5 separate regions of the Mus musculus genome follow, and regions 1, 2, 4 and 5 are each linked to region 3. The links are chromatin contacts, called in public Hi-C and promoter capture Hi-C maps. All regions are on one chromosome and are shown on one strand. Each heading gives the region's core, a stretch centred on a gene start, on an enhancer-like site or on the middle of the called end of the contact. The rest is flanking DNA. Distances are from core to core; before and after follow the strand shown. Region 1 holds the start of Herpud1 (homocysteine-inducible, endoplasmic reticulum stress-inducible, ubiquitin-like domain member 1). Region 2 holds the start of Psme3ip1 (proteasome activator subunit 3 interacting protein 1). Region 3 holds the start of Cnot1 (CCR4-NOT transcription complex, subunit 1). Region 4 holds the start of Nup93 (nucleoporin 93). Region 5 holds the start of Ogfod1 (2-oxoglutarate and iron-dependent oxygenase domain containing 1).

Region 1 (5,368 bases), core at 1,062-3,561, 1.4 Mb before region 3:
GAGGCTCAAACCAAGAACCTCATGAATGTTAGACAAGCCTGGTACCATCAAGTGATATTCCAAGCCCATCCTTTCCCAGTAGTACTTCGTGGAAATGGACAAGCTCTCTTAGGGATGCTGAGGTTTGTCCCTGAAGGCAAGGGGAAAGCTTTCTGTAGGCACACTTCATTTGCCCAGTGAGGCCCGTGTCTCTCGAAGCTGTCTCCCCAAGGTCTCTGCTTGTCTTATCTAATCTTCCCCGACTTGCAGTTCCTAGCCAGCGAGCCTACGATATCATAATTAGCTATGTTTTCCCATTCAGAAGAATCAGGTAGGGAAAGCTTCAAACTTTCTGGGGCCCAGAGCAAAATGAAAGTATTAGTCCTATGAAGGGAGTCTTAGAGAGAAGGTGGAGTGGGAGAGGTGGCTCAGGGGGTTGGCTCACGTTTTCAAAATCCTGAGGACTAGAGTTTAGATCCCAGCGCCCACAGGACAAACTGGGCATCCCTTGCAAACGTCTGTGATTCCAGCTCTGAGTGGTGGAGAGACAGGAGGATTGCTGGTGCTTGCCACTTCCAGGCTCGCTGAGAAAGCAGTAGCCCCAGGTTCAGGGAGAGACCCTGCCTCAAAGGAAATGTGGAGGAGAACCTCGGTCGGAAACTCTTTTCTGGTCTCTGCACCATTGTGCCTACATACAGGCACAGGGATACATACACACGCGCAAATAGCATAAATCTTCAAAAATAATTTTAAGAGAGAAACAACAGGGTATTAAGTCAAATGTGAAGATCACTGTGGCAGAGATCACATGCCCTGGGGGGCCAGTCTTCATGCAAAGGGACAGAGCCCTCCTAGCTGCCCTTTAGTTTCTGAAGATCTGCCTGCTTCTGCCTCCTGATGCAGGCCTTTATGTTGTAACACCACACTGGCCTCAGTGGTCTTCAACATAAAACCTGGGAAGGAAAGCAGCTGAGGTTCTGCGGCGTGTCCCTGGTGGACCACTGGCAAATGCCGCTGCGGTGAGGTGCAGGGTGTCCTCCAGAGAGACGCTGACGTCTCAGCCCCAGAATGTGATGGCATTTAGAAATATCTTTGTGAAAGATAATCGTTAAGATGAGGTCTTTAGCCACGACAATGCGAATGATACCCTTATAAAGGGGGCAGGGGAGAGACTGGACAGAGATACGCATAAAGATGATGCAGATACACTCACACCCGTGTATGTGCACGCACACAGGTGCACACCCGGAGAATGCCATGTGATCGGAAAGCTCGAGATTGGAAAAATACTCCCCAAAGCTAAGAAGTCCCAAGGACAGTTAGCAAACCTGCAGAACTTAGGAGAGTGGTACAGATTCTGCCCCCAAAGAAAGCAATGCTGCCCTAACCCCTGGTCGCAGACTTCCAGCCTCTACAGCTTCAAAATAAACTTCTGTTGCTCGAGCCTCCAGTTTACGACACTTTCTTATGGTTGTGTGACAAACTCACATAACCATCTCCCGAACAGGACTCTCCTATCACCTCTCTGACCTCTGTAAGCTCTGGACATGGCTGAAAACCCAGGTATCCCAACAGGATTGGGACAAAGATGGGCCGGAGCAATGCCAGTTTTGTTTTTCAAACTCAGAGGAAACACTGGAGCACTGCCTCTGGTCAGATTTCAGGTATCTGAGACCACTGCTGTGCTTGTCGCAACCCCAATTTAAAAGCAGCAGATGTTGTTAGTTCATAAATGATGACCCTTTCCAGTGTCTCCTAGAGGGTTTGTCAATCAAGAGGCACTTAGTGCCATTACTATAAGGGGTATGTTCCACACTTGATGCATCGTTAAATTTGCTGCAGGCACATTGGAAAGTGCCCGAATCCTTCATCCTCTCAGCTCAGAGCAACACAGGCCTGGTTTCTCTTCGCTTCTAAGGCCTGGTTAGTTCGTAAGGCTTCCCTGGATGCCAGGCTGCGCAGCCACCAGGGAAAATGCAAGCGGACAGACGTATGCCCAGGCGCCTGGGGTCAGAAAGGGCGGAGGGCCGCTTTGTGAGGGCACAATTTGCAGAGCCTGCTGATCTTGGGAGTCAGGCAGGCCGCCAGGCTCAGGCACCGCACGCATCCCGCGCTAAGGAGCCTGAACAGGACCAGCGCCCCAGAGGGCACCCTGACATGGCCGCCGAAGACCCGCTCCCGCGCCGCTGTCGGGACTCAGGATGACGCAACCACGGCGGGTTGCATCAGCCCGCACCCCCGCGCTTAGCCCGCCTCTCCGCCGCCTTTCTCCGGGCGCTGATTGGGCCACGTTGGACACTGACCTCTGTCTCAGCCAATGGATGGCAGCCACAGAGAGCGCTATCTGCGGAGCCCTGGCACGGGGCGCCCATAAAAGGTACCCGAGACGGGGGCGCGTGTCCCAAAGACGCCAAGTGTCGTTGTGTGGTCTCAGACGGCTGCGTCGCCGCCCGTTCGGCATCCCTGAGCGCAGTCGAGCCGCCAGCGACGCAGACATGGAGCCCGAGCCACAGCCCGAGCCGGTCACGCTGCTGGTGAAGAGTCCCAATCAGCGCCACCGCGACTTGGAGCTGAGTGGCGACCGCAGTTGGAGTGTGAGTCGCCTCAAGGCCCACCTGAGCCGAGTCTACCCCGAGCGCCCGGTGAGTGGGACCCCGGGGTGCCACGCCTGCAGGGTTGCCTGAACTCACCTGTCACACACCACAGGGCGCGAGTCTCCTTCCTGCCCAACCGTCTCCTGTGCCCCTCTGCTCGCCCTAGCGCTTGTCATCTCTTCTGGGCCTCCACCAGTCCGCGCTTGCCCTCTTCTAGCCCCTCATCTCTTCACCTCCCATTACACCTAACTCCCAAGGCTGTCACACATCTGCCCCACGTCCCTGTACCCTCTCCTCATCCTCCCAGGGAAACAGTAATTTGACCTTAATGAGTCATTTCCCCATCCGAGTCCCAGTGACCCTCCACAAACTACTAGGTGACTGACTGGGTGTTCCCAGTTCGGCTTGCATCTGATGGGTAGAAATAAGAAAAGTAAATGTTGCCAAACGAGACTTCTGGGTGTACCGAGGACAGACAGTATATGTGCCAGATTGGGCCATTGGCTAGAGGGTGGGGTGCGTGCCCAGTCACCAACTTCTGAAGGTCCCACGCCCATAGGCTAGACATGGCTCTTCTCCTGCAGCCTTCCGTTGACCGCCCCTCCCTGTCGCGCCGCACTTAGTCTCGGGGAGGAGCCCCCTTAACTTTCTAGCGAAGGATGACTGAGAAAGGAAGCCAGCAGCTGGAGTAGCCCTGAGTCTGATTTGACGACAACCGTGGGTCAGTTAGGAGACTTTCTTGTTCCGTGGGGTTCCCCACCCCTCCCCCTCCCCCTTTGGTTGACACATCTGTCAACAGCTCCCTAGCCCCGCCCACCCCTCCGGTCCCTGCCACGTGACGGAGGCTGTGCGCTGGACCTTCCTGTATTTACTTTGTTCTCTGATGTTATGTAAGTGTCCACGAGTACAGTTCTGGATCCGACAGGAGAGGGCAATCGGGTGGCTGCAGATGGGGACTTTGAACAGTGGCCTTAGAGCTCCAACCGGCAGTGGCGCGTGGGTTTCAGTTTGTTTTTGTTCCGAGTTGTCGGGAAAGTAAACAAGGCTTTTCCTTTTAGAATTGGCGAGGAACTTTATCACTTTGGGTGTAAGCGTCTAAGCCCCTGGAACTGGTCGGGGCAGTGTGTAGGATCTCCGTGGTTGTTTTCAAGAAACCAGGTGTTCTTGTTGGGAGGTGGCAGTTAGGTGCATAAATGATGCTCCTGTCGGGTCAGGTTGCATCATTTGTAAAAGCTGTTTTGAGGCCTGTTTTCCTCAGGTGAGGAACATTGGGCCCCTTGGATTTGAAGACCTAAGCTGGTAAATACCAGTAGGTCTCCTGGGTGTACAAATCTGTACCTTACAAAAATACCGGGAATGGACGCAGTGGTGCGCTTCTGTAATATGTCACTGGAGAGGCCAAAGCAGGAGGAGCATGTCTTGCAGACTGGGCTATACATAGTGTGAGTCTCTCAGTAATTAAAGAAGAAGGCATGTTCATGGTTTTTTTTTTTTTTTTTTTTTTCTGTAGTAGTACTTATCATTGGGTGATGATAAAAGTTTATAATAGTTATTTGCTTAACATTTTATTTTCAAATTGGCCTTCCAGGTGAGGACAGAGGGTCAGTTTGGTTTTTACCATTTGCTGGTGGTTGGCTTCACATTTAGAACAGCATTTTGCAAATTGGTGTGCACAGCATTTGTCAGTAAAGCAGTCCAAACAACATGGAACACAGCATCCAATATGTGTTTTAGGTGTAGTGTCAAAAGTCCTAATGGATGTTGATAAGAAGATGAAGGCTTCCTAATAGTCTGAGGCTGGCCATAAACTCTTGTTCTTTCTGCCTCTACCTCACCATGTGCCAGGCTTGTGGGCATGTGCCACCATGCCTAGGTGGATACAGTTTTCCTGGTCTTTTGGGGAGCAGCGTTTTGAGATAGGGCCTCTCTAGCCAGATTTGCTTGCAGCTCATTCATATCCCGGGATGGCCTCAAACTTCTGCCTCAGTTACCCTTGTGCTGAGAGTCTAGATATGAGCCCAGGTTTTTTTAAAATTTAATTTAATTTTTATTTCAGGCTGTTTGGAAGGAACATCTTAATTCCAAGTTTTGCTTAGTGGGTTATTCTGTTGTGCAGGCTGGTGACCTGTGGGGTGGTAGCCATTATTTGAGGCCATTGCTTTTAAGGACATACTTTTAAAAATATGGCTTAGGAGAAATTTAAAAATTGATTTTAGAGATGAGAATTATATAAAGGCATATGGACTCCGTGTCCTTAAAGTCACTGGTATAGAGGAGAATATATGGGTTGGACTCTTGATTCTAGCAGCAGGTAATATCGGGTGGCATGGAAGAAGACTGACCAAAAGTAAATTGAGTTTTCTCTGGCTTTAGAGTTCATTGCTGCCAAAGCACGAAATACAATTTGTGTTTTTAGTAGCAGAAAGAAGTTTCCCTGTGAATAAGAAGTAAAGTGTGTGGCATAGTTTTTACGAGCTAGGGGGTTATTTGCCTCCCAAATTTATTTGCATATTTGAGATTAAAGTCAAGCACTTCCTAAATAAACGTTTTATATATGAGAATTTTTCTTAAAAAAAAAAAAAAAAAGGTCTTCCCGTGGTGGCGGGGGGAAAAAAACTTGTTCGAATCTAAGCTGATGTGTGCTTTTCTTTCCTTTTACAATCAGCGTCCAGAGGACCAGAGGTTAATTTATTCTGGGAAGCTGCTGTTGGATCACCAGTGTCTCCAAGATTTGCTTCCAAAGGTATTTGTAGCCCTTAGCTCTTGCTTTGGGGTGGGGTCGGGCGCTTGTGTTT
Region 2 (5,590 bases), core at 1,566-4,065, 1.2 Mb before region 3:
TGTAATATTGCGTGTAAATCTGCTCATACACACATACAAATATGTACATACACATATCAAAGACATCACATACAAAAGTAACTAAATGATAACTGTTAAACCAAAAAGATGGTGGAAACTTTGGATAAAATCTAGAAGGTGACAACCAGAAATTAAGCCCATGACTCAAGTAGATGCTTTCATCCTGAGGACTTCTCTGACCTGAACAATTCACTCTAGCAGTACTATGGAGAGGCAACAGAAGAATCAAGGGCAGCCCACAGGGTGTGCTCATAACCCTTCCCTCCCTATTGGAAACCGGGACCCAAGAATTACACGTTGAAAGGGAAGGGAGATAAGAATGAAAACTTTGGGAATAATGGACAAGAAAAACATCTATGGGAATTAAATACACGGATTACACAACAAATATACTTACGATATTTAAAATAAAAACCAAGCCTTGAAATTAACAGCAAAAATATGAAACTTCTTTTTAAAGTGATAAAAGTAAACAAAAACTTCAGGAGCTAAACCTACAGTGTTTAAGAGGGGACGTGGTGGCACACACCTTTATTCCCAGCACTGGAAAGGCAGAGGCAGTCAGATCTCTGTGAGTTCCAGGATAGCCTGGTTTATATAGCCAGTTTTAGGAGACCCAGGGCTAACTAGGGAGATTATGTCTCAAAAGACAAACACACCCCCCCCCCAAAGATTACAGTTTAATAACAGAGTTGGATCAGAAGAGAATTAATGAAGAAACTGCCCAGCCTGGAAATCTTGAGTTCTAGGCCACCTTGGGTAGCATAACAAGACCCTGCCAAAAAAAAAAAAAATAAAAAAAATAAAAAAAGCAAACAAAAACAGCTACTGGATACAAGAGTGAAAATGTGTGTGGAAGACAGTCGAACGCATCAATATATATGTGACTAGAACTTTACAGGATAAATCATTATTTCAATGTCAAAAAGGCTAATTCATATTGCCAAATATAGCATACACCTGTAATTTCAACACCTGAGAGAAAAAAAGGAAACAAAACAGGAGCTTAAGGTTATTTTTCCATACACATCAAACCCAAGGCCAGACTGTCTACAAGAGACTGTCTGAAAACAACCAAAAAAAAAAAAAAGATCAAATACCAAGATAATTGGAAAAAAAAAGCAACTCATGGTTTGAAGCATCATAATTGAAACTGCAAAACAAAGGTGAAAACACTTAGAAGCACTTCTAGAGGGAAACTGATCACATTCAAGAAGGAAGACGTGTCAATAAGGTGAACACACTAAAACTGATTAATCCTGCTTCCCTAAAAGCATATTACACTATATCCAAGCTTACAGTTGAATCACACTGTTCAATTATTTCACTGTCAATTTCTGAAGCTGAAGATTGCCTTTAAGCAAACGTACGGTGACAACGAAGGATGAAACCAGGTAAATGCTCCCCACATAATTCTTCCTTTTTTAAGACTTCAACTTCAGAGATAATTGGGCCATCCGACTTTCAGACCCTTACATATTATTCATAGCTCATCTTAGGCTCCAACTGAAACACAGGAGCTGCCTTTATTTCAACTCAGCTCCTTCTGTCATAGAAAGTTCTACAGATTCCTTTCAAATATCTCAGAAGCAGTACCCGCCAAACCATTTTGCTTGGTAGTTTATACTCTGCTTTGTTTTCTGGCAGTCTTGCTAAGGAAGCCAGGCCTGTCTCCAACTGACAGTCCCCCACACCCACACACAGCCTCGTGGTCCTAGGATTACAGGTACAAGCCACTACACGGAGCTCCTCCAAACCATTTTTATGATGTCTCTGGGGACACTTCAATAAATCAATTCACTTAACCAACGAAACTTGCTACACAGGTTGACAAGTCGCTGCAAATCCTACAGAGGTTCATATTAGACTTTGTGGGGTCCACTCTAGACTTAAACAATCAGACTGACCCAAGGGTGCAGCACAGGGTTTGCATTTTAAAACCAAGGGCCACAGACCTTGTGTTCCCCCAAGAAGCCATTTCCATGACCAATAGTTCTCCCTTTCCCTCTGCGTGGACTGGCATTCCAAGGGCACCAACTCTCAAAGAAGACATTTCAACGACCGGTTGTGTTCTAATAAAATAAGCACACAGCCTTGTTTCCTACTAGAAGAGAATGAGCGAGGCGCTGCAACGGGGAAATTTATTATGTACCCATCCTGCAACTACACACTTCGGGATTCAACGATGCTCAAGTCGGCATTCCACGTTTTCTAAGGAGCGAGGAGCTGCTCCGAATGGAACCGAGGCAGCAGCTCACTTTAGGCCTGATGGCTCCAGCTAACCGCAAAGTGCTGAAAGAAGACAAGGGGCCCGGCAGCTCGGGCGCGTAAGAAAGAGTCGGAACCTCCCACCACGACCGCCACGCCGTCCCGCAGACTCCCGCGGCTCCGCTCCGGAGTGGGCACCGCAAACTCCCAAGCCGGGCGACTCAGGACACCGCACTAGAAAGGACCGCGGGCTGGAGACAAACCTGGGCTCTAATCCTAACTCTGGCTTGGAGTTCACCCTCTCCACGGCCGAGAAGCCTGGTTTCGCCTCCCGGCGCGGACCCAGGCCGCACTCACCTACGAGAGCGCGGGAGGCGAGCCGCCCTCACCTCCGCGGCGCCTACCGTAAACCGTCGCCGCCAAGGCCACTCTCGCTCTTAAAAAACTAGAAAAGAAACCAAGAAAAGAACGACGGCTTAAAGGAAGAAAACACACTTCGCTATTGTATTCCTTTTGACCCTTCGGGGCTTCCTGTTCCTTACAGCCACAACACATTTCCACCCCGCTTCCGGCGGCATAGTCCAATCAACAGCTCTCTCCCTCCCCGAGCGCCTCGTGGAAATCCGGTGCTCCAAGACCGTATGGAGCGATCTGATTGGGTCGTTCGCCCTTCGGCAAGGGGATTAGCTGGTTCATTCCAGGCTGGCGGGCCGACCCGCGAGATCACGTGACACAAATCTTGACTGATGATTGGCTGTCTGAGAGAGAGGGCTTGCCACTGAGGAAGGGGCGTTTCCTAGGGGACTGAGGGAGGGCCCGGGCGGTGTGAAGCGGGGGTGGGCCCCTGCGCGTAATGGCAGTGCCGTGTCCCCGCGTCCATCTTTACCGCTCTCTTGGACCTGTCACAAAGGAGTCGCGCCGCTGTCGCTGTCCCCTCCCTCCGGTGGGCCCAGGAGCTAGTGCAAGTCAGTGCCACAGCCCGACCGCGCTGCTCTGGGAAGCCCCTTGGGGACGTGGCCGGGGAGGGAGCTTGAGGGCTAGCGACGCCTGTGAAGGAAGGGGACAGCCGCTGAAGCCTGGGTCGGAGAGACTGGACTGGGGCCGTGGCCGTCTCCGGGCAGGGGTCTTGGAGAGGGTGGCGTTGGTCAGAGCCTGGGAAGCAGCCGGCACACTCTCCTCCGAGGCCCGCGCTGGAGGCGCCTGAAAGCGGTTCCTGGAAGAGGGTGTTCCCCTTTAGGGGATCTTGACTGAAGGAGGTCCTGGGGTCACCCTCCCGAGGAGACTGGCTAAGGTGAGAAGCAGGTACCTCCTGGGGAGGCTCCGGACGCGGAGAGACCCTCGTTCGGGCTCCTCGGAACCGAAGGGGCCGAGGGGCGCACGTCGTGGGCAGGGATTCCTTCTGGGGAGTTTTGCGTTGCAGTGGGAAGCCGACTTCCCCTGGGATGGTCTGGTGTTGCCTTGGGGTGGAGAGTTCGACGTGAAGCGAGGCTGGGGAGAGTTCTTCGCCTTAGAGAGAGGCTGGAGGCGGGAGCCAGACCTAGCGGATTCTCCTACTCTCCAGGCCTGAGCTAAATATTAAGTAAAAAACCCTTGGGGAGGGCAGTCCTTTCCGTTGGAAAGCCCTAGATCGGGATGGTAAGCGGAAACGGGGATAGTCGGGGTTCTTCCCTCACTCTGGAGTCTGACTAGGTGTCCCAGAGTAAGGATTCTGCTGCCTCTGGCCTTCGCGCCAGAGTGGGACAGGGGAGTCATCCCACCAGCAGCACCCCCAAGCGAGCCTCCAAATTTGGCATTACTTCCTGCCGGGCCCGCTGTCTGCCTCACTTTCCCTGTTCTTACAGAGGGAGACCTAGTTAGAGCTACTGGGCTGAAACTCTTGAGATTCTGTCTTGCGCAGATGTCCGAGTAAGGTTTCGTCCCCTGGAGTGATGTACTTTGAACTTTTTTAAAGTTGGCAGTGTCTGTTACCGTCTGAGTAGAGTCGTGCAGTCTCCCAGGCTCCTCACTTAACCCATCTGCTTGTCCTTCCTTAGTTGAAGTGACTTGACATCTTAGAGTTTCTTCTGTAAAATAATCAACGCTGTGTGTGTGGAAGTAAGGTAGTGTAATGTATTGTTGTTGAGGAACAATGTGTTTTCTAATCTGGAAAATTGTTGATGTAAGAGACTAGCATAAATACTGGTCTTGATTACCTATAGAGCTCTGAGAACCATGTATCACTGAGTGAAATGTTAGTCTAAACCCTGCCTGCTTCCTAGACATGAAGAGGTTTCCAGCTTTTGTTTAGAGAGTTTTAATTTACTTTCCACTTCTAATAGTGCTGGGAGGAATTAGCATTTCCTTTGAGTAGTTTTTCTTTTAAGTAGTTTGTTCTAAATATTGTAGGCTCACTTTTTCTTGTATCTGTTCTTTGGCCTTTGAATGGCTACAGGTAGTGAAGACTAGGCAGCATCCCTCACCACTTGTAATTTGTAAATGAGCCTGTAGTTTTGTTTTGTTTTTCTTTCCATGAATTCTGCCTTGTGGTACCTCCAGAGTAATAGCTTACAAGGCACTTTTCAGTTTTCATTTTATGTAGAGTCTGCATTTCTTGAGACGATAACTTGCTGTGTAGACCCCTGTCATTACAAGACTACAGTATTAAAATAGTTACCTCTGTCAGTATGTGACACTTCAATAACTTTAGGTTAGTGGCACTTGTTAGAGTTGCATTGTTAGAGCTGATGTCCCAAAATTTTAGGGATTTCCTTGTGGGTTTTTGTTGTTGTTGTTTTGAACTAGGGTTTTTGTTATTGTCTTTTTAAAGTAGGCAAGTAGGCTTATTTGTTTGTTTGTTTTTAAGTTGACCTGAATTTCCTGTATTTTAATCTTATGTTTCCTGATTGTTTGTTGGTCTTTTGTTTTACTTTCTGTGGTGGTTTTGTGAGCTTCTTGATTTCCCAGGATGCATGGTGCCCAGGGCTTCTGTTTAATATCTTTGCAAGTTCTGCGTTTTGCTGTTTGTATAAGCCCTTTATTTTTTCTAGATACAGTATTTTTAAGCTATTGATTATAGAAAGTATTCCATCATGGTCTATGTAGACTTTTTATGCTTTGTCAGCAAAATAACTTCTTTTAGTAAATATTAAGGGGAACTTGATACTTATAAATGCTTAGCATTGTATATAATAGTGTGTTGTTTTTCTGTACTGAATAGGGGAGAAACAACGTTCTCAGTTCCAAAGTATGGTTAGCAAGTTTAGTAACAGAAACTGTTTCTGAAGTGAATTTACAACAATCTGTTTAAACTCACATGTTGAAACTAGTATTCAAGGATATTTAACCAAATAATGAAATAATCTCTCTCTTCCTTTGAGATAGT
Region 3 (5,063 bases), core at 1,652-4,151:
TATCATAAATAAAATAAAATCTTTAAAAAAAAAAAAGTGATGGCCACATTTGGGAAGCGGGGCAGCAGGACAAGTCCAAGATTAGCTTGTGCTTCACAATGAGTACTTGGGGTGGGGAGAGTGCCAACAAGGAGCAAAACACACAGCTCAGGGGTAGAGAGCATTTGCCTCAAATGTTAAGGTCTTGTGTTCAGCCCCAACAACACATACAGAGTGTGTGTGTGTGTCAGCAAACACGCCATTTCAAAAGGGCAAATACTATTTTGGTTAATTCAAGAAGCATCAAATGGGGACAAGTGCAGTGCACTAGTAGGTAGAGGCACCTGCCACCGAGTCTGACTGCCTGCGGTCTATGCTTGGGACCAAAACAGTAGGAGAGAACCCACTCTTCAAAGTTGTCCTCTACCCTTGATGAGTACTGTGGGATGTACTCACCATACCAACATAAATCCACTCACACACGATAAATGTGCTTTAAAGAGACAGAACAGGGTTATGTGGTGAAGAGTCTATAAGTATCTACAATCTAACACTGCCCTACTGTCACTTAGTGATCTGAGACAGGACTCTGAACTTGAGGCTACCCTAACTACAAGCCAACCCAACCATAATCCCACTTCCACAGAACCCAACTCCCTCTGCTGAACTCTTCAACACACGGTACTCATACATATGAACAACACACACACAAATAATAAAATAAAGTCACCAAGAATATAAAGCCAACTTCTAAGACTATAATTGTTAAGGGCCTCAAGATGGCTCAAAAGGTAAGAGCATTTGTCACACAAGCATGAGGACCTGAGATCCATCCTTTACATTTCACTAAGCGTCAAAATACTGACTCCTCATATTCTTAGACCTCTCCTCGCATGAGCTATGGCACAAGAATGCTAAACTCACTCACTCGTGTGTGTGTGTGTGTGTGTGTGTGTGTGTGTGTGTTATTCAACAAATTTTAATCTTGGGTTTAAAAAAATACTTTCAGGTATTAGTGACTAGGATCCTCCCCACTCAGCCTTTGTTTTTTCCCACTGTTTTTGTTGCTGAGACAAGGCTTTCACATGTAGCCCAGGCTGTAAAGAAATCACAATGAGCTTCATGCCCCATTCTGTACTGCTGGGATTACAAGCAGCCAGTGTCACCACACCCGGCTAAAGGTCAGATTTGTGTGTGTGTATGTGTGTGCCTCGATTCTAGACTTGCTTCCACTAAACAAACAGCCAGGACCAGGTGAAAAAGAACCAAATTCCCAAGTCAGACCCTCTGCCTGCAAAAAGAACCTTTACTAACATCCTGCCTGCCATTCAGGCCAAGGCCCTGCTTGCTATCATCAGGTCTTCCTGCCATGGGACAACCATCTGTAATGTCCTCACACAGCACTGAAAACAGGTCCCATTTCTACCTCCACCATTTTCACACATGTATACTACTTTTCCAAAGAGAGGTCAGGAGGGAAATGCTGGTATTTTCTCTAATAAGCAGTACACCCACTCAATTATTGGCTGATTGTTGTTGGGTTCCCCCCCCTCTCCATTGTAATCACAAGGGACCGAACTGCAACAAAACCGGAAAACTCAAGTACTGTTACTCGGTTTTGAATAGAGAGGAAAAAGAAGTATATAGGCCCCAAAGAAACTCGACATCTGGGGCTAGAGCTCACTGATACAAGGCCTGCCTGGATTAAATGTCCACGGAAGGTGGGACTGTAATATTTGTCGAGGTGACTTCTGGGGAACGTTTACCTCTCATGAAGCTTAATTTTCCATACAACACTTTGAAAAGCACTTCTTTTCAAAACCTACAAAGCACTCCTCCTGCAAGTAATGTCTGTGAGCACAGGTGGGTGAGCTCCCTCCCGGACCTGGTGGCATGGCCAAATGTGTTTGCTTATTAGCCTTAGGCTTAACCTAAGATCTCTCCAAGATCTGCACCAAATCAAGACCCACAAGCATTCTGCTCACTGGTGGGCATCTGCCGGTAGTTGCCGGTTGGAGGGTTGGGGGCGTTGGGACAGGCAGAACCAACACTACCAACCGCACAGGGACCTAGGTGACTTAAGTTGGGGGGCTATCGACTTGTTAGAAAGTGCGAGCGCCGGGGCGCGCGAGTGGAACAAAAAACCTGTAGCGAGAAGGGTAACACGGAAGTGCTCACTCCCGCCCGCCCGCCCCTCCCACCGCCAAGCAGCCAAAAGCGAGGGGCTTGACAACGTGCTGGGGGGCGCAGGAGGGGAGGGAGTCCCCGGAAAGCGCTACGAATCGGCAGCAACTCCAAACCCGCCCCCTGGCCCGCCCGCCCAGCGAGGAACCTAGGTAGGCCGCGGGCGCCCGCGCCCATAGCCCCCCATCCGGGAGCCCGGGAGGAAAGGGACAGTTGAGGAGCTCGTGCGCTCCGAGGAGGCTGCAGCCCTGCGCGCGCGGCGAGCCGAGGCCCTGGGATCCGAACTGCCACCTCCGCCGCCGCCATCCTCGAAGCCTCCAGGCAAGGCCTCCAGGCCGAGCCGCTCCGGAGCTGCTCACCCGCGCCCGGGCGCTCCGAATCCAGGAACGTGAGCCCCCGGTCTCCCTTCTCCAAGAGAGCAAAGCCGCCGCGAGCGGGCCGAGTCCGTCCCCTCCCGCCTTGGCTCCACGTCTCCGGCTCGCCTGCCCGAGTCCCGACGCCCCGGGAAAAGGCTTCCAGGGTCCCCAGTCCACCCCACCCCCGGTACCGCTCCCACCCGGACCCGCGTCCCGAGCTTGACACTCCCAGCCTCCGCCACCTCCAACCGCAGCCCCAGCCCGCCTCACCTCAGTCGGCTCCCGCAGCGCTGGACACAGGAAACTCCTGGGTCCTCGACTCCGGCTCTCCTCGACCCCCCTCTTCGGTTAACTCCGCTTGTTTTCTCGACAAAATGGCGCCCGAGGTCGCGCGCTCACGTCGCGGCCTTTCCCCTCCCAGTTCCCATTTCACCATTCGCTGCCCGCTTTGGCGGAGGGATGGCCCTAGCGCCCAGCCAATGGCCGCGCGCTGACCGCAACGGCGGTCCAATCGCCGATGGGTACCCGCGGATTTAAACCAATCACACACTAATCACTCGCAGAAGTCGAGGAAGAAACCAGGCTCCTGCTAGCAACCACCAATCCAGACTCCTAGTTTGCGGGGCTCAGGCCAATTGCCGCTCATCAGCCCTGGGACTGGGTCCGAGTCTGGGCGCCTGCGCACCCGGGTGTAAGCCAATGGTTAGACGTTGGGAACTTCGATTTGGGACTCGAAGACATAAGCCTTCGAGGTGTTCGACCTATGGGGACTGGCTGGTCATTGCCTCCGGGAAACAAAAAAATACGGAAGGGAGCTCGTTAATGCATTGCCACCCTGCGCACAAACTACTCTAACTTAGAGACAGGGTGATGCTCGTCTACTTTCCTTCGTCTTTCGAAATGTCACGGTCCGAGAGGCTGTGCGGGTTCCCAGCGGAAGCATTGTCCACCCCTCGGATCTCTTTAGCAAGGAGCACCAGTCATCAGAAGGCGTCAGACGCGGGGCAAAGTTGAGGTCCTTTGCATCCTGGGTTATGTAGTCGCACGCCCCGCCTATTCCTGTCGCAAAAGTAACGTGGTCTCTTCCATCACTGTCTGCGCCCTAGAGCAGCAATGCATGCTGGAGAATGTAGTCTCCCAGATGCCCACCTAATCCTGGCTCTTTTAAAGTTTGTTTTCCATTTGTCTTTTGAAGCAGGGACGCTTTGCAGAGATATAGAAACAGAAGTTCTCCTCCTGCTCTTGGCTATTCTCAAGGATGCCAATGCCTTTTGCTTCTTGGATAAAAGGCTACGTTATCCACTGTGTCCTCCTATCTTTTAGACTTTTTGTTTGAGTTTTGAAACAAGGTCTCTTTCAGTTAACCCAACTGTAGTCCAGGCTGGCCTGAAACATACTAAGAAGCATAAATTGACCTTGAGCTCCTTGCAATCTTCCAAAATACTGAGATGATAATAGACGTAACCTCTCATACCAGTACTATTTGAACTTTAAAGAGATGTGTTAAAGACTTTTATTACTTATTTTACGTGTACAGGCGTTTGCTTGCATGTAAATCTATGCACCATGCATGTACAATGTCCTCAGAGGTCAGAAGAGGATGCCCGTCCCTCTGGAAGTGAACGGTTGTGAGCCACTGGGTGGGTCCTCTGGAAAAGCAGCCAGCTCTTGTAATCTCTGTGCCATCTTTCCAACCCCTAGATGAAAAAAAAAAAGTGTCTGAGTGCTTGCCTATATATATGTTCACCTAGAGAGTGTGGACCTGGTACCCAGGAAGGCATTGGATGCCCCGGGACTGAGATGAGAGTCTCAGCAGTAAAGTTGTAAGCTGCTCTATGAGTGCTGGAAACCCACCCCTGCACCTCTGCAAAAACAGCTCCTCTCCAGCCCCCATCTTGAACTTTTTTTATCAATGTTTTATTTGTGCAATTTAGCAATATGGGGGTTGTTTCGTTTTGTGGGTTTTGTTTTCTTTTGTTGTTAAAGAAGAAGAGAGACAAAGATGAACTGAGACTGTTCTGGAGAAGGGGGAGGGGGACATACAAGTCAACTACCCAAGATCAATTCTGTAATTCTACAACCAGTTTAGTTCAAGCTTCAATTGCCCCCAAACTGAAGGTAAGCTGAAATAAAGCTGATATAAACGGGGCCTCCTAGAGGAGATTCTTAAGCTCACTGCCCATCTCTCCTCGGAGGTTATACATCACTACTAAAATCTGACAGCCATAAAAACTGAGCCAGGATTTTCACAATGCCCTAAAGGTCAAAGTCCTTTGACTGTGTATCTAGGCTGGGTGGTTCTTGTCTTTCCTAAAATGGCTGAGAAGACCTTCATAAAGGATCTAGAAGGGTCACCTTCTAACTCAGCAATTACGAATGTTTGCTTTCAAACATCCTTAAGAACAGGATGTCCTAACGAGCAGACGAGCTCACCTGGCTGATTCTCAGCCTTCTTCCCACCCTCCCTGTCCGACTTTCACAAAATATCCCGGGGCTAAAGTAAAATACAACAGAAGAACTTGGTGTTAAAAGTAAAAAAAAAAA
Region 4 (5,444 bases), core at 2,373-4,872, 1.6 Mb before region 3:
TTCACTTAAGTAACTGTTTATGTTAGGGTTTTGTTTGTTTGCTTGTTTTGTTGTTTGTTTTCTGATACAGAGTTTCACCATGTAAGTCAGGCTGGCCTGGAACTCCAGGAGCTTCACCTGTCTCTGCCTCCCAAGTACCGGGATTAAAGGTATGGGCCACTCCAAACAGCTTTATGTATGGTAATTTTAGTACACTTAACGCCCTCTGTATCTGTGACTAAAGACTAATGTAAAGCTGCGAATCTGAACTCTAAATATTATGCAAAACTTTACACAGTGAAACCTTTGGGCATGCAAGTTTAGCAAATACAAAATGTCCTCTATTGTACAACAGGCACTGCACCACGACTTACAATATATCAAGTAGTGAATAAAAGTGTGACATTTCTGTCATTTGCGATCAGCATCATTCAGATGGTAAGTGGCCCTTTTCATAGTCCTTTTAAAACCTGGTTGTGGTGGTTTGAATAAAAATTCCCCCCACGGGCTCCCATAGACTGAACCACCAATCAAGGAGCATGCATGGGCTGGACCTAGGCACCATGGCACAAACGTACTAGAAGTGCAGCTTAGTTTTCATGTGGGTCCTCCAACAACTGGAGCAGGGGGCTGTCTCTGACTCTGTTGTCTGCCTGTGGATCCTATTCCCGTAACTGGGCTGCCTTTTCTGGACTCAGTGGGAGAGAATGTGCCCAATCCTGCAGTGACTTGATGTGCCTGGGTGGGTTGGTACCCAGGGGAGCCTCCCCCTTCTCAGAGGAGAAGGGGATGTAAGGAAAGGCTGTGTAAAGTGGGGGCTGGGGAAAGAGGGGAGGCTGCCATCAGGATATAAGGGGAATAAATTAATTAATGAAAAAAAATGGCCCCCATAGACTCATAGGGAGTGGCATTATTGGAGGTATGGTATGTTGAAGCAGGTGTGGCCGAGTTGGAGGAAGTGTGTCACTTGAGGTGGGCTTTGCCGTGTCAGAAGCTCAAGACTAGTCCGTTGTCATTTTTTTCTTCCTGCTGTCTGCCAATCCAGATGTAGAACTCCTGCACGCTGCCATCCTTCCCAATATGACTACAATGGACTGAACCTCTGAACTATAAGCCAGCCCCAGTTAAATGGTTTCCTTTATAAGGGTTGTCATGGTTACAGTAGCTCTTCATATAAATAAAACCCTAACCAAGACACTGGCCAACATCTGCTTGCTTTGACTAAATGAGTCTTACTATTGTAAATTTGAGGCGCACCGGTCACTACTCTCCTTCCCTACACAGGCAAAAGAAAGGTCTGAAGTATTGATTTTTGTCATTTCTATAGATCAGCAGGTCTTGAACTGTTGGTCCTACATATCAGATATTTATATTACAACTTAGCAGCAAAATTACAGTCATGAAGTAGCAACAAAGTAATTATATGGTTGGGGGGGTCACTACAACATGAGGAACTGTATTAAAGGGTCTCAGCATTAGGAAGGTTGAGCACCACCGCTGTAGAGCTTACTGAGCCAGAGGTTCTGAATTCTGCTGGAAAAATAGAAGCTGAGTTATTTTATAAAGAACTTAGTGGTGGGGGGCAATTGGAGAGTTGGCTTAGTGGCAAAGAGTGCTTGTTGTTCTAGGAGAGGACCCAGGTTCTATTCCCAGCACCCACATGCTGGCTTATGACTGTCTGTAATTCCAGTTTCAGGGGATTCAATGCCTTGTTCTGGCCTCTGTGGGTGTCTGGCACAAACACGGAACACATACACATATGCACACAAAAACACTTATACCCATGACATTAAAACAAAACATAATTTCTGGGGCTAGCAAGATGGTTCATCAGATAAAGACACTGATGGCAAGTCTAAGGACCTGAGTACACACACACACACACACACACACACACACACACACACACACAGAGAGAGAGAGAGAGAGAGAGATCTCTCTCTCTCTGTCTCTCACAAGCACATTAATTAAGGTCATAAAAATAATAAAATCTTTTGTGTTGGCAAGAAGTCTCAGTTGGTAAAGTACCTACTGAGCAAGCAAAAGCCCAGTGTGGAGGGTGGCTCCTGTAACCCTAGTGCTCAGGGGAGGAGGGCAGAGACAGGTAGATCCCTGGAGCTCACTGGATAGCTATTTATGCCCATTGGTAAGCGCTGGGTTCAGTGAGAGACCCTGTTTCAAAAAATAAGGCAGAGAGTGACTAGAGGAAGCCACCCAACAGCAACCTTTGACCTCCAAGCACATGTGCACATAGCTGCCCACATACTTCTGCACATACACAAATATATACCACAAACATACACATGCAGGCAGAAAGAAGTTCTGTGCAGCTATAATGCTAATCATTGTGGGCATCTTTGTATGTTAATTGTATTTATGTTTTATAAGCATATAAGGCAAAGCTGACTAGAACACTTTATCAAACAGGCATCTACCAAACTAGAATTATTAATGGTGACAACCTTGCCTAGGCCTGTGTTCACATGGTCCTCATTAGGTCAGGACGGTGACCTTCATTGAAAGATTAGACATGTTCGAGACTGTGCAATCCAAAAAGTGCCTCTTTAACGATTACAGGCTATTACGGGAGCTAAAGCAATGGCTCAGCATACTGCTCTTGCAAAGGACTTTGGGTTTGGTTCCTAGTACCCATGCCGCCTCACAACCACCTGTAATCTTACTCCGGAGATCTGATGACCTCTTTTGGCCTCCTTGAGCACCAGGACACACACACACACACACACACACACACACACACACACACACACACACTCACACACGAGTGCTTACAGTTAGCCCCACACTCTTTTACATTTGTCAAAACCTCCTCCTATCCAGGTCTCTCCTCTCAGCAGCTGCTGAGACCTGCAGCTTGCCTGTCCTGTTATTTTTCTCTCAAACTCCCAACAAAATTGTTTTCATTCAGCGCCTGTTTTCAAATTTCTTTTACCCACTAGACTAAGAACCTCCTGAAGGGTTCTTGTATATCCCAGTGACACACTTTGTTCCCAACGCGGCCACACTGAAGTAATCTCTTTTCTTTGGGTATCACCACTGCTTTTTTCTGTAATTGGCCAACGGGGCAGGTGGCCAGCCTAGCTTGCTTGTTCAGGCTGCCAAAAGACAGCCTTTTCCCTTGAGAAACTCCAAAACATGTTTTTATCTTTCACCTTTCAGTTGGAATGACACCTTTCCTGGCCATCCGACCATTTTTCTTCAATTAGTTTGCTTTTCCGTTCTTAGCTCTCCTAATTACTGCTGCATTTATTCACTATATTTTGTTTCCCTGGCCAAGCTGAGAACTGCTTGAGGTCAGGGATCTTGTCTGCTGTGGAAGTCACCGTGTTCCCTGCACCTAGAACAGGCCCAGGCACTTGACTGAAGCTCTACACCGAGTGGCCGAGCTCTCTGGGTCTGCCCAGCATTGGGAACTGCGGAAATGCTTCCTCTAGGACTGTCAACTCCAACCACGTGGGCGGGAGCAGGGCGGAGCTCCTTGACTTACTTGTAGCGACAGCCCCGCCTCCGGCCCCGCCCCGCCCCCACGCCTGTGTCCTCTTGCGGGTCTCCATAAAGTTCATTTGGCGGCGCAACGCGCAGGGGCTTCTGGGAGCTTACTGCCTCAGCCAATCAGGAGGCGCGGGCGAGCGGCGCGAGAAGCGGCGGCGGCGGCGTAGTGAAGAAGCCGGCAGCGGGCGGCGACGGAGGCAGGTAAGGTGTGTGAGGTGTGGGCGCCCACGCGGCCCCGAGCCGACCCTGGGCCCGAGTTCGGGGCCTGGCCTTGAAGCAGAACACCGAGCCTAGTTCGAAGAGGCTCGTGCTTCCTCTCTTGCTGTAGCTGGGCATGCCGGCCGGCGACTGCTCGCCGAGTGCTGTGACTAGGCTCTTCCGAGCGTGGTCCTCCCCACTGGTGCTCTGTCGCCACGCCCACCCACGGCTGCCAGGCGTCACCCGGCCTGACTGCCCTCTTTGGGGCGTGGGGGCCGTTCTTCTAGAGAATGGCTCTTCCGGGTGAAGGGGCGGCCAGCGAACCCCTGTCAACTTTAATCTCCTTTTACGGAGAATCCGACAGGATGCTAATGATTGCCGCTTCGGTTGTCTCACCTGTTTCTGGGTACCCTGTATCCTGTCTTCTGTAAGGGATGCCCAAGTATATTGGGTCCCTTCTGAAAGAAAATCACAGCATGGGCGGCATGGTGTCGCTTTCAAAGCGAGTTGAAGCCAGCCTGATCTACATTAGACCCTGCCCCACCCCTACCCCCCTAGATGACTTTCAGTACAAGCAAAGGTCAGCGCTTTAGTAATAATAACAGTAATACTAATCATAGAAATAACAACAACAATAGTAATATAAGCTCCCTGTAGTGAGCTGTAAGGCTTTTAAATAACGTGACCCATACTTTCAATGTCTGTTACACCCCACATTCTCTCCCCACCCCCAACACCACCGCAGGACATGCTTTGACTTAAGGGCTTTGTTCTTGTGGTTGGATGTCTGTTTTGTCTGCTCTCTTTCTTGGAGTCTTCACTAGGGCCATTAGAATCTAAGCCTTTCCTCACTCTTCTTGTCTTCACTGCTTTTTTTTTTTCCCCTAAGCATTTAGGTTTTATTTGTCCTATGTATTGTTTGTCCTTCCCCGACCCCTGTAGAACATGAGTGCCTACCTAGTACTTAAGTTTGGTACACAATAAAGTAGGTGCTCAATAAATATCAAATAAATGAATGTTACTGATATTATAGGCTTGTGGTGAATGAGACAGGCTTCTTTCTTGGGAAGACATCACACACATAAGCAATAAACATAAATATTAAAACCATGAGACTTGAACTGTTGGAGCTGTGGTGAACTTGGGTTCTTCTCCCTCCCTCCCTCCCTCCCTCCCTCCCTCCCTCCTCTCTTCCTCTCATTTGTGTGTTCTTGTGTGTCTTTTATGTATGTGGATATTTCTGTGGAGGCCAGAAGAGAGTGTCTGATTCCTTGGAGCTAGAGTTACAGACAGCTGTAAATCACTGATGTGGGTGCTGGGACCTGGGCTGGCGTCCTCTACAGAGCTGTAGATTTTCTTAACTGCTGAGCCATCTCTCTTACCCCTGAGCCTATAAGGTAGATGCATTTTGAGGTGTTTGTGTGTGTGTCAGAGTAAAGATCAGGAGGAGGTCCCAACTCTGTTATGGTCACTAGTCATTTTAATTAGCAAACATGTTTTTAGTTCTATTATGTGCCAGGCTTAGGTCAATGCTCAGGATTCAGAGTTAAATATCTGTGAACCTTCCTCTACGGGAAGAGATGTTTGAGAAGTGGTCACAATTGCTCCGCTAGGGAAGAATGCCTAGAAGGTTCAGAATAAGTAGGGAGGGCCTTCTCTGTCTGTGGTGGGGATGCTTGTGTGCTTGACAGGTACAGGAGCGGGAAGGGAAGAAACTGCCAGGCTTCCTGAGGAGCAGAGATGTGTCAGGGTACAAC
Region 5 (5,205 bases), core at 1,372-3,871, 1.8 Mb before region 3:
CTTCCACACATGTGCTGTGACTCGCACAACATACATTCACAAATGCTGTGAACACACACACATATACCCCACATACACAACTATATATATCTGCATGAATGCATATAGCACACATGTGCAACATGCACACACACACAAACCAAACCAAAAAACCCTCTTGACGGTAATAGACAACTACATACTCTCTCTCCTCAGTTGTTCTTGAGAAGGGAAATCAAGGTAGCCAAAAGGAAAAGATTAATTCCAGAGGTCAAATTCTAAACATAAAGTAGCTCTAAAATAATAAAAACATGCCATTTTCAGGGGACTTTAAAGACTATCAACACTTTTGCGGTAGATCCAAAAATGAATCTTATACCAACAATATTAGGAAGAAGTTACTACACACAGTTTTATGTACTGTACAATGCATTACATGAGTTAACTTTTGGTTTCCCCAACCTACATTACAAAGAATTGAGACTAGCCACAACACATTTCTATTGCAAGGGCTATCTCCTACATCCCAGGATCTCAGCAGAACGAAATGTTCCAATTTCTAGCTGTGAAATCTGAGCAGCAGCCCACAAAGAGCATATTCTCCCCCACATCATACTGTAGGCATCTTAAAGCAGAGTGTGCATCTACACACCGGGCCATGTGCATGCACACAGTGGTACACTGGGACCCATCCAGTGTTTCCTGAATGGGAATGGACTGCAGAAACAAAAGATGTACTTGCTACTTAATGGGTAACCCCCTCAGGTGAACTCAAGTTCACAGCACAACAATTTTACTTCTCAACACTGCATTTACACAGGAAGCAAAAGTTACGTGCTCAACCTGCAAAACCGCCTGCTCAAAGTACATGGATTTCAACAACTCTCCCCAGTGGCTGCTGTCAACAGACACAGTAATCAAGGAGAGTTTAGAGAAGACCTATGGTGAAGTCATGCTTCCAATTTTTCACTTTTTTGAGGTGCTGGCGATAGAATCCAGGGCATTCCACACACGAGGCAAGCCCACTACCAGTTAGCAAACAACTCCTGTGCTCCTCCACTCTTTTTAAAGGAGCACTCGCCTCTCCCATTTTATGGGAATCTTATAAGCACTTAAGTGACAGAAAATTAAAGTGCTACTGTGAATTGTGGGACAAAAGTAAATTTGCACAGACACGACTGTCAACTATTTCCACATTTTATAAACCTTGCATTTCATTACCGAAGTTTGCGTGCCATTACTTGTTTTGTCAAAAACAATAGTAGTAGTTGTTCTTGAGAACAGTTCTCAAGAGCTCAACAAGTTTTCAACTTCATGTCACATTTAGTTTTAGGAGGAATGGTTTATTTACTTGAATATGAGAGATTTGTTTATTTATTTGAATATGAAAGGTGAGTCACTAAAATGACTTACACAAACCCCACTCTCAGCAATGTCTTGCACATTTTAAACAAATAACCAGTCTAAACTGGACACTTTTTTCCCATTAGAATCAGCTCCACACTAGGGAATGAGGTACCAAACATTATAAGCTATATCCCAATCTCAATTTCTTGCCACAACAAAATTTTGTTTGAGTGATCCCGAAATGCAATCATCTGCTTAAGACAAAGGTTTGTTGAAAACAAAACAGCCTGCAAACAGGCTGTCGGGACAACATGTAAGGTACCTCCGACCTCTGAAAGTACAACCAGACAACAGAGTGTGTCCTCGCAATTTTAGGTCTACTGGGAGTCTGCAATGATACTGTATGTTGGCACTTTGGTAGACAAGACATACAAATGCAAAAAGGTAGACCAAACAGCGCGAAAATTAATAAAATGTGGCCACTGGATGGAACACTACCCAACATTTAAAGGGGGAAAAAAAAAAACTAGGATGTCAGAGGTTAATCTGGAAAAGTTACTGTAAAAGAAATGTACACCCTACAAAACTGAGAATTGTTCAAATAAACACAAATACATGTGCGATGAAACAACCAGCAACGGATTGAAAGGATACACACATTATGAATTCAAAGCAAACGCAGGTTCTAACCATGGCTGAATGAAGGGAAAGGGGGAAACGAACCTCGCTTTTAAAATAGGAAAACTGCCAAGTCGGGGTCGAGAAACAGGTCTAGGAAAGAAAGCGCGCATCCCGGAAGGGACAACCCGCATCCGGCGTGAGGGAGGAGCGCGCACTGGGAGAGCATCAACGGCCGAGGCCGCGCCGCACTTACAGATTAATGGTGCGCTCCAGGGTGAGGGGCTTGGTCTGCTGGATGTACTTGTTGCCGAACTGGTTGACCCCCCGGGGCCAGCCCGTCTGCGAGCGATTGGGCGGCACCACAGACATGCTGAACAGCTCCGACGCCGGGGACGTGCAGAAAGCGGGGGCCCGGGGAGACGTCCGCGGGGCGGGCAGCGGTTATCTGCGTCCCGCTCAGCAGCCACCACCCGCCATTAACAGTCGAGAGCAAGAGGCGCGGAACACACGCCGGAAGTGAATACGCTCCGGAGGCAGGAAGTTGGGAGGCAGGCCACTGCGACCATTTGACCAATTGCTGGCGGCGTGACGCAATATGTTGATCTCCCATTGGTTATTTTTGTGGAGATCCCGCCTCCCTGTGCTTTACTGCCTTTCCATTGGGTAATGCTGGTGAAATAAGGAAAGAGGGTTTTCGGGAACTGTAGTTTCTGGAGGGAAGTAGCGTCCTGACTTCCTTGGCGTGGGTCTGTGCACCGTGAGAAGATGAACGGGAAGCGGCCGGCGGATCCTGGCCCAGCGCGGCCAATGAAGAAGGGAAAGAAGCAGGTATCGGCAGAGTTTTCGGACGCTGTCACTGAAGAAATCCTGAGGAAGCAGGTGGCTGAGGCCTGGAGCTGCCGGACACCGTTCAGCCATGGTAATGGGGTGCTGTAGGGAGGCGCGGCAGCAAGAGGTGTGGGGAGGATCGCAGCCACCTCCGACCCGGGCGCTGACTGCTGCTCGGTTCATTCCATATTCTGCTTGATTTGGCAAGCCTGGGGAGGAAAATAAATATAAGCTCCGGACACTATGGGGAAGTGGGAGACATGTAGCCTGGGGGTTGAATTCTAGAATCAGAGGTCACTCAGAATCCCTCTGCTGATTGTACGTCATTGGGCAATGCATATAACTTTGCTTAAGGGCCAGTTTCTTCGTTTATAAAACGGAATCGTTAATAGTATTCCCCCTCCGAAAGATGGGATTGACAAACTAATGTTTGTAGACATTCATAAACGTTTCCTTGAGAACCGGTAAATAGCTAGCAAGCGAGGGTCACTCTCCGCTGTTACGTGGACTGTCTAACCCACGCTGGTGTTGAAAGCTGCCAGAGAAGCAAGCACCTGGATTTACCAGTTTTCACGTACCTTGTCGTTGGCCTAAGTGACGCACAAAACCAACATAATCTTGAAAGGAACGATCATTCCAGACATAGCTACAAGTTATTACCTTATACAATGTGACTCTGGCTGGGTGCGTCTTGAATTTTCTCAGACTTGCCGATTGTCTGTTTCATTTGAGTGTTTAAACAGGGGAACCCCTGGGCGCTCAGGACGCAGGCAGAAGATGATTACATAAAATGCAGGCTCCGGCTGCCCAGAGACTTCTCAGTTTCTTTGTCTGTTGCAAAGGCGTAGTGACTATATCATCGATTCCTCAGTTGTAGAGAATATAAATGAAATAATGCTTATAAGGCACCACTGGGTCAAGATTGGTTGTTATTCATAATCTAGTGGAAGTGAAATCAGTTAGAGGTTAAAAACCACCTGTTTTTTTTTTTTTTGTTTTGTTTTGTTTTGTTTTGTTTTTAAACCCAGAAATTTAGGGAAAGAAAGGGTGGTATTAAAGAGAAATAGCCAGCCAGTTTTGCTACTCTTATTATTTGTTTTACTTCGCTCTGGAGAGAATGAGTTAAGAATCTAAAATGTGGGGCTGGAGAGATGGTTCAGTGTTTAAGAGCACTGACTGTTCTTACAGAGGTCCTGAGTTCAATTCCCAGTAACCTCATGGCTCACAACATCTGTAATGGGATCCGATGCCCTCTTCTGGTCTGTCTGTAGAGAGTGACGGTACACTCATGTACATAAAGCAAATAAATGAATAAGTCTTAAAAGAAAAAGAATCTAGAATGCATTTGATGCAAGAGTCAGTAAACTAAATAACTTAAAATAAAAACTAAGAGCTTCCATTGGCGTCGTCCCTTCCACTCATTAAAGCCTAACAGGGAAGCATAGTATCTGAGAACAGTAGTTTTGAATGAGCACAGTTCTTCATGAATTTTAGTCTTTAACGATTGGACTACCAGAACTTCATGATGGTCTCTTCTTGTATTCTATTATGCTGCTTGGTGGTCAGACATACAGAAGAGAGGAAAGACCAGGGTGCTATTTTCCTTCCAACAGAAGCTATTGCCTTGGACATGGATCCTTTCCTTCACTGTGTGATCCCAAACTTCATCCAAAGCCAAGACTTCTTGGAAGGACTTCACAAAGAGCTTTTGAGCCTGGACTTCCATGAAAAGTACAATGATTTATATAAGTTCCAACAGGTAATTTATTCTCATTGCATTCATTGGCTCTTCCTCCCCAGAAATCCCTTAGCTATAAAATCATCCACTAATCATGGCTACAGAGATAGCTTAGTGGTTAAGAGCACTTATCGCTCTTCCAGAAGCTCCAGTCAAGTTCCCACATCGACTTCAGGGGAATTCATGAATCCCTAAAATCACCCAGTGCGCACACCCTCAGGCAGATACACATGCATCCATGCAATTTATCTATTTATTAAGACTCAAGGCTCTAGATTAGGTTTGTTTTCATTCTTCACCTTGGCATTGTCAAACATTCCTTTAACATGACCTTACTGAGTGTTGACTGTGTATTAATTGCTGTGACGGTTATCAGGGAGATTTTTGACAAAGTTCTGCTCTCTACCATCTACAGTAATAAAGATGATAGTGACAGAGATGAAGAAGAAATGCTTTAAGCCTGTAAGTGAGTGGACCATAAACAACGGGATGACATATCCCTGCGCGGTGGCATGGTGGAGAGTCTTCTATTTCAGTATAATAGCCGTTCAAACTCTTGAGTTCATGTCTTGGCTTTTGTGACTTGACATACTGTAGTTACAATATTCTGTACTGCAATATATCTAGGAGGAAGAGAAAACTGTTTTCCTTTGGGCAGTAGCAGAGCTGTTTTGACCCGAACACTGTGAGTG

Evidence for each region. Promoter capture Hi-C pulls out the DNA fragments that hold promoters and counts their contacts. Hi-C and Micro-C count contacts between places; a contact is called where the count stands out from the background.
Region 1: a promoter capture Hi-C map of pre-B cells shows a contact between it and region 3, with 4 times the contacts expected there. The contact joins the promoter of Herpud1 here to the promoter of Cnot1 in region 3. A contact is called at or near these places in 2 of 39 promoter capture datasets (erythroid cells and pre-B cells).
Region 2: a promoter capture Hi-C map of pre-B cells shows a contact between it and region 3, with 2.8 times the contacts expected there. The contact joins the promoter of Psme3ip1 here to the promoter of Cnot1 in region 3.
Region 4: a contact with region 3 is called in a Hi-C map of B cells, with 6 read pairs. The contact joins the promoter of Nup93 here to the promoter of Cnot1 in region 3. A contact is called at or near these places in 1 of 39 promoter capture datasets (pre-B cells) and 1 of 484 Hi-C or Micro-C datasets (B cells).
Region 5: a contact with region 3 is called in a promoter capture Hi-C map of pre-B cells, with 6 times the contacts expected there. The contact joins the promoter of Ogfod1 here to the promoter of Cnot1 in region 3. A contact is called at or near these places in 6 of 39 promoter capture datasets (the C10 cell line, embryonic stem cells, erythroid cells and 3 more), 1 of 484 Hi-C or Micro-C datasets (uterus), 2 of 115 datasets of contacts at active chromatin or transcription factors (double positive thymocytes and thymic regulatory T cells) and 2 of 9 other capture datasets (liver and macrophages).

What each region holds. Positions count from the first base shown.
Region 1 is chr8:94,384,118-94,389,485 of GRCm38.p6, forward strand. Herpud1 (homocysteine-inducible, endoplasmic reticulum stress-inducible, ubiquitin-like domain member 1) reads left to right here and starts at 2,312. Exons shown (of 8, transcript NM_022331.2): 1 at 2,312-2,621; 2 at 5,239-5,316. The coding sequence starts at 2,475.
Region 2 is chr8:94,598,911-94,604,500 of GRCm38.p6, forward strand. It overlaps Psme3ip1 (proteasome activator subunit 3 interacting protein 1), which reads right to left and starts at 2,816. Exons shown (of 8, transcript NM_028221.4): 1 at 2,587-2,816. Rspry1 (ring finger and SPRY domain containing 1) reads left to right here and starts at 3,031. Exons shown (of 15, transcript NM_026274.4): 1 at 3,031-3,520. It overlaps LOC115486880, which reads right to left and starts at 3,981. Exons shown (of 2, transcript XM_030243886.1): 1 at 3,903-3,981; 2 at 2,706-3,735. The coding sequence starts at 3,981. The coding sequence ends at 3,026.
Region 3 is chr8:95,804,544-95,809,606 of GRCm38.p6, forward strand. It overlaps Cnot1 (CCR4-NOT transcription complex, subunit 1), which reads right to left and starts at 2,902. Exons shown (of 49, transcript NM_001372353.1): 1 at 2,790-2,902. 4930513N10Rik (RIKEN cDNA 4930513N10 gene) reads left to right here and starts at 2,287. Exons shown (of 4, transcript NR_015574.3): 1 at 2,287-4,637.
Region 4 is chr8:94,210,942-94,216,385 of GRCm38.p6, forward strand. It overlaps Nup93 (nucleoporin 93), which reads left to right and starts at 3,623. Exons shown (of 22, transcript NM_001357266.1): 1 at 3,623-3,690.
Region 5 is chr8:94,034,577-94,039,781 of GRCm38.p6, forward strand. It overlaps Ogfod1 (2-oxoglutarate and iron-dependent oxygenase domain containing 1), which reads left to right and starts at 2,622. Exons shown (of 13, transcript NM_177767.4): 1 at 2,622-2,866; 2 at 4,389-4,534. The coding sequence starts at 2,713. Nudt21 (nudix (nucleoside diphosphate linked moiety X)-type motif 21) reads right to left here and starts at 2,463. Exons shown (of 7, transcript NM_026623.3): 1 at 2,201-2,463. The coding sequence starts at 2,316.